Regions from separate parts of the Zea mays genome. Here region 2 is linked to region 1. The links are chromatin contacts, called in public Hi-C maps. All regions are on one chromosome and are shown on one strand. Each heading gives the region's core, a stretch centred on a gene start, on an enhancer-like site or on the middle of the called end of the contact. The rest is flanking DNA. Distances are from core to core; before and after follow the strand shown.

Region 1 (5,579 bases), core at 2,083-4,582:
TAAAATAAGTATATATCTTCATGAACATGGCCAATAGATGTGGTATCTTACTCTATAAATGTTGATTACTTTACAATTAAATGCCAATTGTCAGCTTGGATTTTAAAAGGGGATAGTTTTCATCTAAAAACTATGGAACAGTAGGTGCCAGATAGTTTCCTTCTTGCTATTTATTTCAAATTTACAATATACCAAAAGAAATAATAATTTGAAAGGTTTGAATGTACGCAAAAAAAATGTGTTTTGGTGGAAGAACATTGAAATCAGCTATCTACACGTCTGAAAAAATGAACAAGCATTTAGATCCTTTAATAATATTACTAACGTTTTTTTGAAGGGAAAATAATATTACTAGTGTCAATGCCTTGTATATATTTATAATAAGTTTTTCCCTTTTATTTCATTCTTGTTGGTTAAAAAACAGTTTCGTTCAAACGATAAAAAACAGCTCATTTACTGATTTTTCCAACTAATTTGAATTTGGAAATATATAATGAACTAAAAATTTACCTATCCAGCACTCCATTCTTGCACAAGGGGAAATTTTAATTACATCAGGTGGATCCACACTTATGTTTAAACATAATACAAGTGCAACACATCCTGTCTTCATCTGCACTACAAAATCCATTGTTAGTAAAGATCATGTAAACAATCCAAAAAAACTCGGCCGGTAGGGGAAAGACCACCCACGGTATTATATTAAGAAGAAGCCCAATCGAAACCGTGACCGAAAAAGGTCACAAAAGCTGCCCCCCCCCTCGCGCAACATGAGAGTCCACCCCCTATAGGCCGGATCTTTACTTGTGCGTTGAGCCCTCCCAGCCCCCATAGAACAGTCCATCCCGTGTGCACACAACAAGCAGAACCAGCGAGTGACCTTTTTAAACCTCAGCCTAAAATTCGCTCCCACTGGGATTCGAACTCGGGACCTGAGGATTGCTACTCAGACCACCTAACGAACTCAGCTAGAGGCCCTTTCGCGTAGAAAAACTTATAAGAACTAGCAAACCATCCCATAGGCCATGGCCAGACAAAAGAAACGATAAAATATCTATAAATTCTATAATGACTAAATCAGTAACGGTGCAGAACATTAAACCAGGCAGAACAGACAGAGAATTCCAATAGTAAATAGAAGAAATAGCTCAGTAGTGCCGTTGACTTTCAACATGATCCTCACACAATAAATATAAGCTGCAAAACTAGGGGACTTTGTCTCAAGGGTGAAAGGACAGATTACTTTACATGGTACATAGTTACACCAAGTGGTTCTGCAAAATTCCGAAAAGAAAATAAGGAAAATGGAACATATGTACGTACATATGCAGAAATTGTCTTTGCCCAAGAGCATTAATAATCCCTAATGTTATTCCAGGGACTTTAAGGCTCATTATGTCAAATTGATTTCTGCTTCATGTACAGAAACCTCAACTTTGTAGCCAAAACCTCCTATCTAGCAATCACATATGCATGTTGTCATGCACTGAAACACCATATTTCCCATCTGGTGCTTCATGCCATTGCAACATGCACAATATGGTGACCCTAAAACAACAATGTGCTTGCATGCCAACTTTGTTACAGTGGAAGCTCTTAAGTCTTAAGCCTCCAGTGACATTAACAGATGGAGGTCAGCAAAGTTTAACTTGGCCAATGGCGACTCTGCCCATGTTTGAACTTTGGCAAAATTGAGGCATTCCATTTAGCAATATGATGCTATGAGCAGTATGTTAGAAAAGTGCAAAAAATGGTTCATTTGTTATTGATGCAATTTTGCCTATAACTTATATAGCTTCACCAACAGCAACCCAGTGAGACTAAGTATTTCCATTAATGATATGATGCCAACAAGTCACTGATTACTGATATGAAGTGTCACTTGGAACTTGGAAGGGGGGGTTAGCACTCATTATATTTAGGTATGTGATAGTGCCTATTCGATACCAAAAACTTTTCAAAGACTGCACAGCATGGAATTTTGTTCTATATGTAGGTATATGCACATGTCACCATGATCAACACAATATTTATAGGGCCTGTTAGATACCCAGAATAATACTGTTTATTTTTTATCCAAGGCATACAGGTTGAAAATGTTATCACCATGCTACATCTAGGTGGTAAATGAAGTTAAGAATTTGAATGAGTTGGGCACAATACATTTGTTTTGTAGCAGTTAATATTAACAAAGAAATGTTCAGTGTCATATTATGCAGTAAAAGAGTAATACAACATGTAATTTATAATTTATCCCTCCCCGACAACCTTTCAAAACACTTGTGAAGCAGAAGACACTAGGCAGTGGCAAACGATAATGCATACCACCATATCGTGATTGTCCTGCTCACAATAGTGAGCATAGCGGTTACTTATTCCGTGACTTCCGGGGCCTCGCTAGTTACATCTGGCAACACCACACCTTAGTCCATACGTGCTCCGTAACGGAGATTGATAAATAAATGCTAATTTGCTAAGTTGGCAGGCACCGTAATCACTTCATACTCCTCGCAGCTGCACCCAAGCTACCATTTTAAAGCTAAATCAGCTAAGTGCTATCCCAAAGATGCCCCCGAGAACAGGCGTTGCCGAATTCAGTGAATAGCGGAGTATAACATCAGAAGAAACGGCATCTGCAATCTGCATCACATCCATTACCCGATCCTTGGGGCGCCACTTGGAGACGAGGCCACTGGTGGAGGGCCCTGCGGCTGCGGCCGCAGCCTCATCGATCCCCTCAGGCTCGTGGCGCTGCTCGCACAGCACGACCAGCTGGGGCAGGTACGGCACGGGCGCCGACTTATCCACCTCGTCGGCCTCCAGCCCGTTCCTGGGCTCCGGCCCGCTGGCAGCCAGGAGGCCATCCCCGGTATGGTTGTGGTTCTGGTGGTGGTGTTGATTGGGCAACGGCGGCGTCGGCGAGGACGACAGTCCCCTGGAGGACGAGGAGTGGACGAGCCTGGACGCCATGAGATCTCCCAATGCCATCGACGCTTGCTGTGCCTCTTTTCACCCCGCAGCCAAAACCATCATGAGGTCGGGAGCTCGCTCACGTACATCGATCGAATCGGGCCAGCGTGGCGAGTCGGAGGTGGGGAGCCGGGTCAGTGGGGGTGGGGAGACTGGGCCGAGGTTGGTGGGGGAGGGGTTTAGGGTTAGGGTTTGGTTGGCCGGGAGGAGAGAGAGAGGAGGGGGAAGGGACGGGAAGCGGCGTCTCGATGCGGGAACGAGGAAGCAGGCGACGCGACGCCAGGCGAGCAGCCGAGGAGAGAGATTGAGGGAAAACAAAATAAAATTTATAGTATAAAGGTTGGAAATGGAAATTGCCTGCCCTCTTTCCTCCATTATTTTACTACTTTTGGAGACAATGGACACAGCTCGTTCTCTTCTCGTAATGGTTGAATGCACTATAAATATATATGTATACTAGGTGAGTGCCCGTACGTTGCAACGGAACCATATAATGATACGATAACTTATGTACATATGTGTGTTATATTGTTATAGATATGTGCCCATGCGTTGCGACGGAAGTAAAAGATTTGTATGAAACATTGATACGGAACGACAAACATCACTATGATACACCCTACTGTAGAGTATTTCTTTCTCTTCTCATTTCCCATTATTGTTATCACTTCTCTTTCAACGAGAATTTTCTTTCTTATTTTATTTTATTTTATGTAGAAGTGCCATATAGTCTCTTTGGCTAATTTAATGTAGTTTTGTTATCTGGAAATCTGGACTAATATATTTATCCCATCTTTAAAAGTGGTATTTTGAATTATTAGATCGACATGTTAACAACTGGGTGGGGGTATTTTATCTACTATCTTTACTACTATAATAATGCACTACTTTTAATAGTTCCAGTCGTGGTTTTTTGTGCGTCACGCCCCCACCCGCTCGCTCGTTCTCCACGCTTCGCTATCCAGGAGCGTCCGCTCACTCTCTAACATCCACAAACACTATCCTTTGAGCATTACATATATTTTTGAAATGATTTAGTTGTGCATTACTATTTTATTCAATATTTTGTATGCCGTCGCAACGCACAGCTCAATACTGATTTAGTTTTGTATAGATCTTTAACGTTGACTGGAACCACTCCTTGATCTGATGTTGGTACTGGCAATTTGGCAAATAGGAAAACCTTGTGATGTTCATTTCCATTTGGCATGGAGCTCTGGTGCATATCATTCCTCGTATGGTCATTGACAGACCTGGCCCACAAGCAGCCGCAAACCAACTGCTCTTTCCTGGTTTTTGTTTTGTTTTTCGATGTGCATAGCTTAGACGACTTTGTGTCTGTTGTGGCATACACGCTAGGAACGGATGGTGAATATAAGCAAAGATGTGTTGCTGCCATTTCTCATATGAACATGTCTCCGTAGTTAGTAGTATGATTGATTATACATGCTTTGACAGAGTAACATTTGCTGAATCTTTACACAAAAAGGGCGAAGAAAAGAAGAAAGCGAAAAGGAAAAAAAAAGAAAGAAAGAAAATATCAACCTCAAATTACAATTGCATCTCATGATGCTGACGCTAGTGTACATTCAAACACCAGAGAAGAGAGAGAGACGATGATGTTGCCCATCAACCTTCGCCTTCCAGATAGACGCAGCAGCATCAGGGAGCAGAGCATAGAGACGCACGCCTAGGTAACTAATTCTGGCCGTCGTCTCACGAATAAATGTGACGAGGAAGAAATTAAGAGGCCCATCGGCCGGCTATGATCCACTCTCAGCTTGGTTACTGAATGGCAACCGTTTAGAGCCCCTCTCAACAGTGTCTCTCCACAACCGGTACCGTACCCCGAGCTTGTCATATGATACCGGCCAGTTCCAGACGTTGGCGCCATTGATCATCCGTTCTTGCTGACCAAGAAAAAGCCGGAGGTCCTCGTTCTAGACTTGCACAAGACCACCATGAAAAGATATTAGATTTGTCAAGAACATTTTCTGAACCAATTCCAGCCGCATTCTACACTAATTCCTATAAACTACTTTATCACATTGACTGACGTGCCTTCTCTGCAAAATGTGACCACAGCAGGTGCATGAGCGGTGCGTGCTTGAGCAACGGAGCGAAGTCTAGCGACATCCGGTACAACAGCCAAGTTTTGTTCCTAGAGGGGGGCAAGCAGACGTGGAGCTGGTGGAGGTGCGTGGAGCATTGTTGGGTGCTCTTCCCTTCTAGCTTCCCAGGCTTTGAGATGCCAATGGTCGACAAGACCATGCATGGCGGTCGGAACTCCATGTCGATCGGGAAAGGATCCCAGTACCCTTGGAGCCCAGACGCAGGTGTTAAGAACTTCACCAAACTGACAGAAACAACACGACATCAGCCACCATGGTGATATTATGGAAGTGTATATTCGTCAGCTAGTTTTCACAAGTGAGATGCAAAGGTATACCTTGGAACACTCCAGCCCTTTGGCAAAGGTGGATGTGTGTGTAAAAGGAGCATGAGCAAGGTCCAAGAGGTTATCCAGGAGTAGTACATGTTCAACTGGCAGTTCCATCACTATCTGTTGGATGATCAAAAGAACACACCGCTACAATACAATACAATAT
Region 2 (5,111 bases), core at 98-2,597, 320 kb after region 1:
GTCCGTCACACACAATATATTTTTTTATAGCAAATGTGTTCAAAAATACAAATGACGATACTATATTTTTTTATAAATATAGTTAAACTTGTGATTGATTGCCTCATAAAAAACAAACATATACAAATGAAATATATTTTTTATAACATATAAACCTATTCAGAATTGCAAATAATGATACTATTTTTTTTAAAAAAAAACCTAAAAGTAAAATGCATCAACGAGTTGAAGTTAGCAATGTTGTGCCACTTGAGTTCTCAAATTCTCAAAACCGGTAAAACGGGTGTTCGAACATGACCACCCATCCAAAACGAGTAAAATGTATCAACGGACCTGAAACTTGGCATTATAGTCCCCGGACTCTTAAAATTAGGAAAACAGGTGCTAGAACTTGCCAGCCCATTGAAAACCGTCTAAAATCGTATTTGCTCAAATCGAACATCGACGTGGCGTCCAAAACCGGTTTTATAAAAACTTAATATCTACTAACTCCTCAAGAAAAGAGACATGCATGTACTCTTTTTTAGACAAGGGGTATATATGTATGGTCAAAAAATGGAGATGCGTGCATATTATATGGTTGGAGTGAAAATTACATTGCACTGGTGATGTAATTAACGGGTCTTGGAGTCGAATAATTAATTAAGGTGCATGTGAAGACATGGGGAAAGATAAAAAGAGAAAGAAAAGAAGATGGGTGGCCACAGCTTTGGGTGGTATTGTGTTGTTGTCACGGCCGAAGGAGCTGGGTTGCTCGTGAAGCTATTCAGTACAAGACTGCTTTTGGGTAGATGTTCCTGTCTCAGGTCTGATCGTGTGAAGACACCATGAACAAGCAAAGTTTGAAGATCACATTAATTAAGCCCCAGCAAAAGATCAACTAGAGTGTATTACATTTTTTGTTGTGAAGAAAAATCAAAACGCTATTTAACATCAACTAGAGTGTTTTATGAAATTTGTAGATTTTTTCTATCTTTTAAAAATTTGTCTAGAGCTAAATTAAAATTTTGAAAGCTTCTAAAGGTATTTTCACGTGGTTTAAGTATTTATTTGGATTCTTTATGTCTTAATATATATGTGTTTTTTTTTTCAAAAATTCTAGAAGCTTAAGGATATTTCCTCTTGTTTAAAAACGTCATCAAATATTTACATGATTTTTAATTGACCCTTGAAACAAAAATAGAGATGTAATTCAAATGATTTTGATAATTTAAATCTATAATTTTGCATCCTATATTTTACGCACTCTATTGAAACTCTACCGAAGACAGTCAACACACACCACCATTTGTCCATTGAGGCCCACGATCATTTATCCATCAAGGGCTCAAGGCCCGTTCATCCGATGACGTCACCGATTTCCTCCCATTCAATTCGTAAATTTCGTCCATGCATGGGCATGGAATGGATGGATGTGAATGCCACGAACGATTCCGCCCCGCCGGCCAGGTGAGAGATGAGCCTCACGGCGGCCTTCCGTGCCACCAAAATCCCGCGCGCTCTTCCTCCAAAGTGCGGTGAGCCTGCCGCCTCCTCCTCGGCCTCGGCGTCCGGGGATCCGCCGCCGGGGGCCGCGAAGAGTACTAAGGCGCCGCCGCCGTGGTGCGTGTACCTTATAGCCTCATCCCGGATCCGCCGCACGTACGTCGGCGTCACCACCGATTTCCCTCGCCGGTGATTCCTCGCCCTGCTCTACCTGCCTCCCCCGTTCCTTTCCCCACTTGCTTGTCTCGGATAGTCGTCATATGGTTGCAGCAAGCTAAGTTCGTGTGGTGTTAGCATTTGGAGAAGACTACGGTTGGAGTTGCAGAACCACAAGAAATTGACCCCATCCGGTTGTGCTTGTTGCAGGACAGTGTGGCTCTATCTCGTTAGGGCTGAAATTTGATTGCTTTGCTTCAATTTAGTACTTCTTGTTTTGTATTCATACTCTGAGTCGCCTTGCTCTGGTTTGCAGGATACACATGCTTGAAAATGCAAATTTAATTCACAGTTTTTCAATAGGTATATGTTAATAACAGCTAGCAGCTTAAGCAAGCATACTGTTAAAATGAATAAAGACCTGTAGTACTAGTCATGCACATAGATGTTGTATTTGTGTATTAGTGAAAGGAGCCTTTTTTATATATTTATATAGGCTGCGGCAACATAATGGTGAGTTAAAAGGTGGTGCAAAAGCTTCCTCTGCCGGCAGGCCTTGGAATCTCGCATGCCTTGTTGAAGGATTTGCCAACAGAAGTGAAGGTTAGTAGTAACTATCTGTTTTCTGGCTTACAGCTTCACACTTTGATGGTTCTTCAATTAATAGACTAGGTATGTGTCCGTGTGTTGTCACGAGGTGGGAGACCGTGGGGAGCGACGCCTAGGCTACAAATATATTTTTGTTTATTTCTAAACACCAAGATACGTGTGGTCCGGTGGTTAGTCCCAAATTTCTAGAACAGAGAGGTGTGGGTTCGAGTGCTCGTTTTTGCACTGTTTTTTGTGGGCGCTGGGCGTGGGGAGGGTGAAGCCGTGGTAGCACCAGATGCCTACATTAGATTCTTAATAGAGTAGTATAGATTAGAACAGTCTGCTTGTCACTCTTTAGGTTGTGCGTACAACTTTCTTAGCTATTTAGCCTGGGATTGCTAAATTTACTTGTAATTGGATGCTGGGACTATTCTTTATGTTCGTTCGGGTTTTCAGTTAATTGTGCTATGTTTACCTTACCAAGTTACCATACTAACCCCGCAGCAACTTGACTGCCTGTCATGTGTCCTGGCGTATAACCAACTAGTTCATCTATCTTTTTCGAGGTAGTTAATCCTCATGTACTAAGCATTCAATTTTTGCTTCCTTCATTTTCATACATAAAAGTATTAATACCATCCACAAAACTTGGAGTGTTTCAGTTCATGAAAGTTTCTTAATGTAATGTTCAGCTTATTGTACTTACTAGCATCTGCAATTTCTGCATCAGAAAGGAAATGGTCATTTGCTACTTGAGTTTGGACTAGTGCAAAAGATGTCTTATTTATCTTATCATCCTTTTGCAGCCTGTGAGTTTGAATCGAAATGGAAGATCGTCTCCCGAAAAATTGCACGGAAAAGAACTGAGCTTAGCATGAAGTCAGTGTTGCAACATCGAGAAGCAGCTTTGAGCAGAGTGGAAACATTCATGGATTGTAGCCACCTAAAAATCAAATGGCAGTCAAGTTGAGACCATTTAATCACTTGCACTATGCAGGTGGCAGGCATCTAACTTGGAGAAACATAACCACTTAAGAATCCTCCTGTCTTCTAGCAGCTCGTAGCAAAGATAACTTATAATCTTCTGCTGAACAATCAAGATGGCTGCTGCTATGCTTTCTTAACATGAAAAACCAAGAGTAGCCCCAGTGAAATTCTATGTTTGATTTTTTTTTCTATGAACAATTGTTTCCGAACAATAATATGGATCATGCGACACCCGTTTGTAAATGTAAATTATACTTATGTATTGTAATCACCTATATTTCTTCTCATTCATCTTGGCCTTTCAGTGGAGCTATTCTTTCCGCACTGCATTTGAGCCAAGTTCTGCTGAATGCCATGTGGAAATTTATGCCCGGCTTTGAAACTGTTGTTACTAGCACAAGTATGCAACAATATAAAATATTTGAATATATAAATGTTGGTCGTTCCCACTCTTTGAGGAGTCAAACATTTTTAACTTTGACCACATTTATATAAAAATATTAATAATTATAGTACATAATTAGTATTATTAGATAGATATTTTATTAGATAGATCTTTGAATCTATTTTTGTAGTAAAATTATTTGAAGATATAAATGTTACTAATATATTCTATAAATCTAGTCAATTTTTTTTGACCAGCACGAATATCATAGCGACAAACATTTGTGGACGAAGGAAGTAACAAATCCGACTGCATGCAGGACCGATAAAAAATGCAGCCCGCTCCTTGGCACGACAGAACTTGGTCAGAAGTTTAAGCTGTCCTCAACAACTTGCCTATCATATTACCTATCTTGTCTTACATTTTAAAGTTCACTCTATGAATAGTATAATTTACAGTGTAAAACATTCTTTTACATGACCATATGTATAATCTACTGAAGATAACACCAAAATAGACTCAATTGATCGTCACTTCATCACCACCTTGCCACGACCAAGATTCTCTCAGTTTAGCTTCGTGTCATTCTTGAGCGCTAGTGGTGGTGTTAGAAGTGGAAATCCTAACCCTAAACAGGATTGGGAGATGTCGAGTACTCAAGAACCAGGTGCCCGAATTAGGTCCAACAACCTCTTCAAAAAAAACGGTCGACCTGCTAGGCAAAGCGACCAAGCAGGTCTCTGCCGAGCAACCCTGTGAGGCAGAGCGACTGAGTAAGTCCCTGTCGAGCAACCCTGCGAGGGGGAGGTCACAACCCCGTGTCACCGAACCATGTCAGCTACAACAAGACGTGTCGACCTCAAGACACGTCGAGACCATATGCATGACATTTCGAAGGTGCGCCGATAAGTCACTGTCGGCACGACTGCACACGGTAAGAACGGGCGTGCCCCACTGACTTGTGGGGCCAGTCAACCCGACCGCGGGGACCTCAACACCGGACTCTCTACAATTACCCACATAAAGGAAAGGACGGAACAATACACCATATCGGGTGTACACCTACGCATGCAGGAGGGTGACACAAGATTCGTGATGCCACACATGATCCCAAAACACGCAGTGGGTCTACCCTACGAGCCCCGCCAGGGGCCGCTACATCAGCATCAGACTTGCTATAGGGACCTGTATACCGGGCGGAAGAAGCGGTATGCCATACTGGGAGTACGGTTGCACACGACTGTCCTCATACTCCCGACAACGACTCATACAGTTGTCGATTCTATTCGAACACGAGCTGGTGACACCCTCAACGTTTCGTATGTCAGAATCTTGGTCGCTAGTGTGCCCATCTTCGGCTGCCCCTTACTCAATTTTCGCTGGAGCAACCGTGAACCCTTCGCGGACCGGCCTTCGAACTCCAGACTTGAAGGCTGTCTTGCCATGAGTTTTTCGCTCTTCGGTTCCTGCCATAGGAATTTGAACGGGTTTGGGTCCTTACTGGAGA

Evidence for each region. Hi-C and Micro-C count contacts between places; a contact is called where the count stands out from the background.
Region 2: a Hi-C map of leaf shows a contact between it and region 1, with 3 times the contacts expected there. The contact joins the promoter of LOC100284153 here to the promoter of LOC103640651 in region 1. A contact is called at or near these places in 2 of 25 Hi-C or Micro-C datasets (leaf and leaf mesophyll).

What each region holds. Positions count from the first base shown.
Region 1 is chr10:924,102-929,680 of Zm-B73-REFERENCE-NAM-5.0, forward strand. It overlaps LOC103640651 (regulatory-associated protein of TOR 1), which reads right to left and starts at 3,333. Exons shown (of 23, transcript XM_035963278.1): 1 at 2,659-3,333; 2 at 511-613. The coding sequence starts at 2,988. It also overlaps the pseudogene LOC103642236.
Region 2 is chr10:1,246,822-1,251,932 of Zm-B73-REFERENCE-NAM-5.0, forward strand. LOC100284153 (holiday junction resolvase, S1x1p, URI domain nuclease) reads left to right here and starts at 1,348. Exons shown (of 3, transcript NR_182038.1): 1 at 1,348-2,244; 2 at 2,737-2,798; 3 at 3,039-3,537.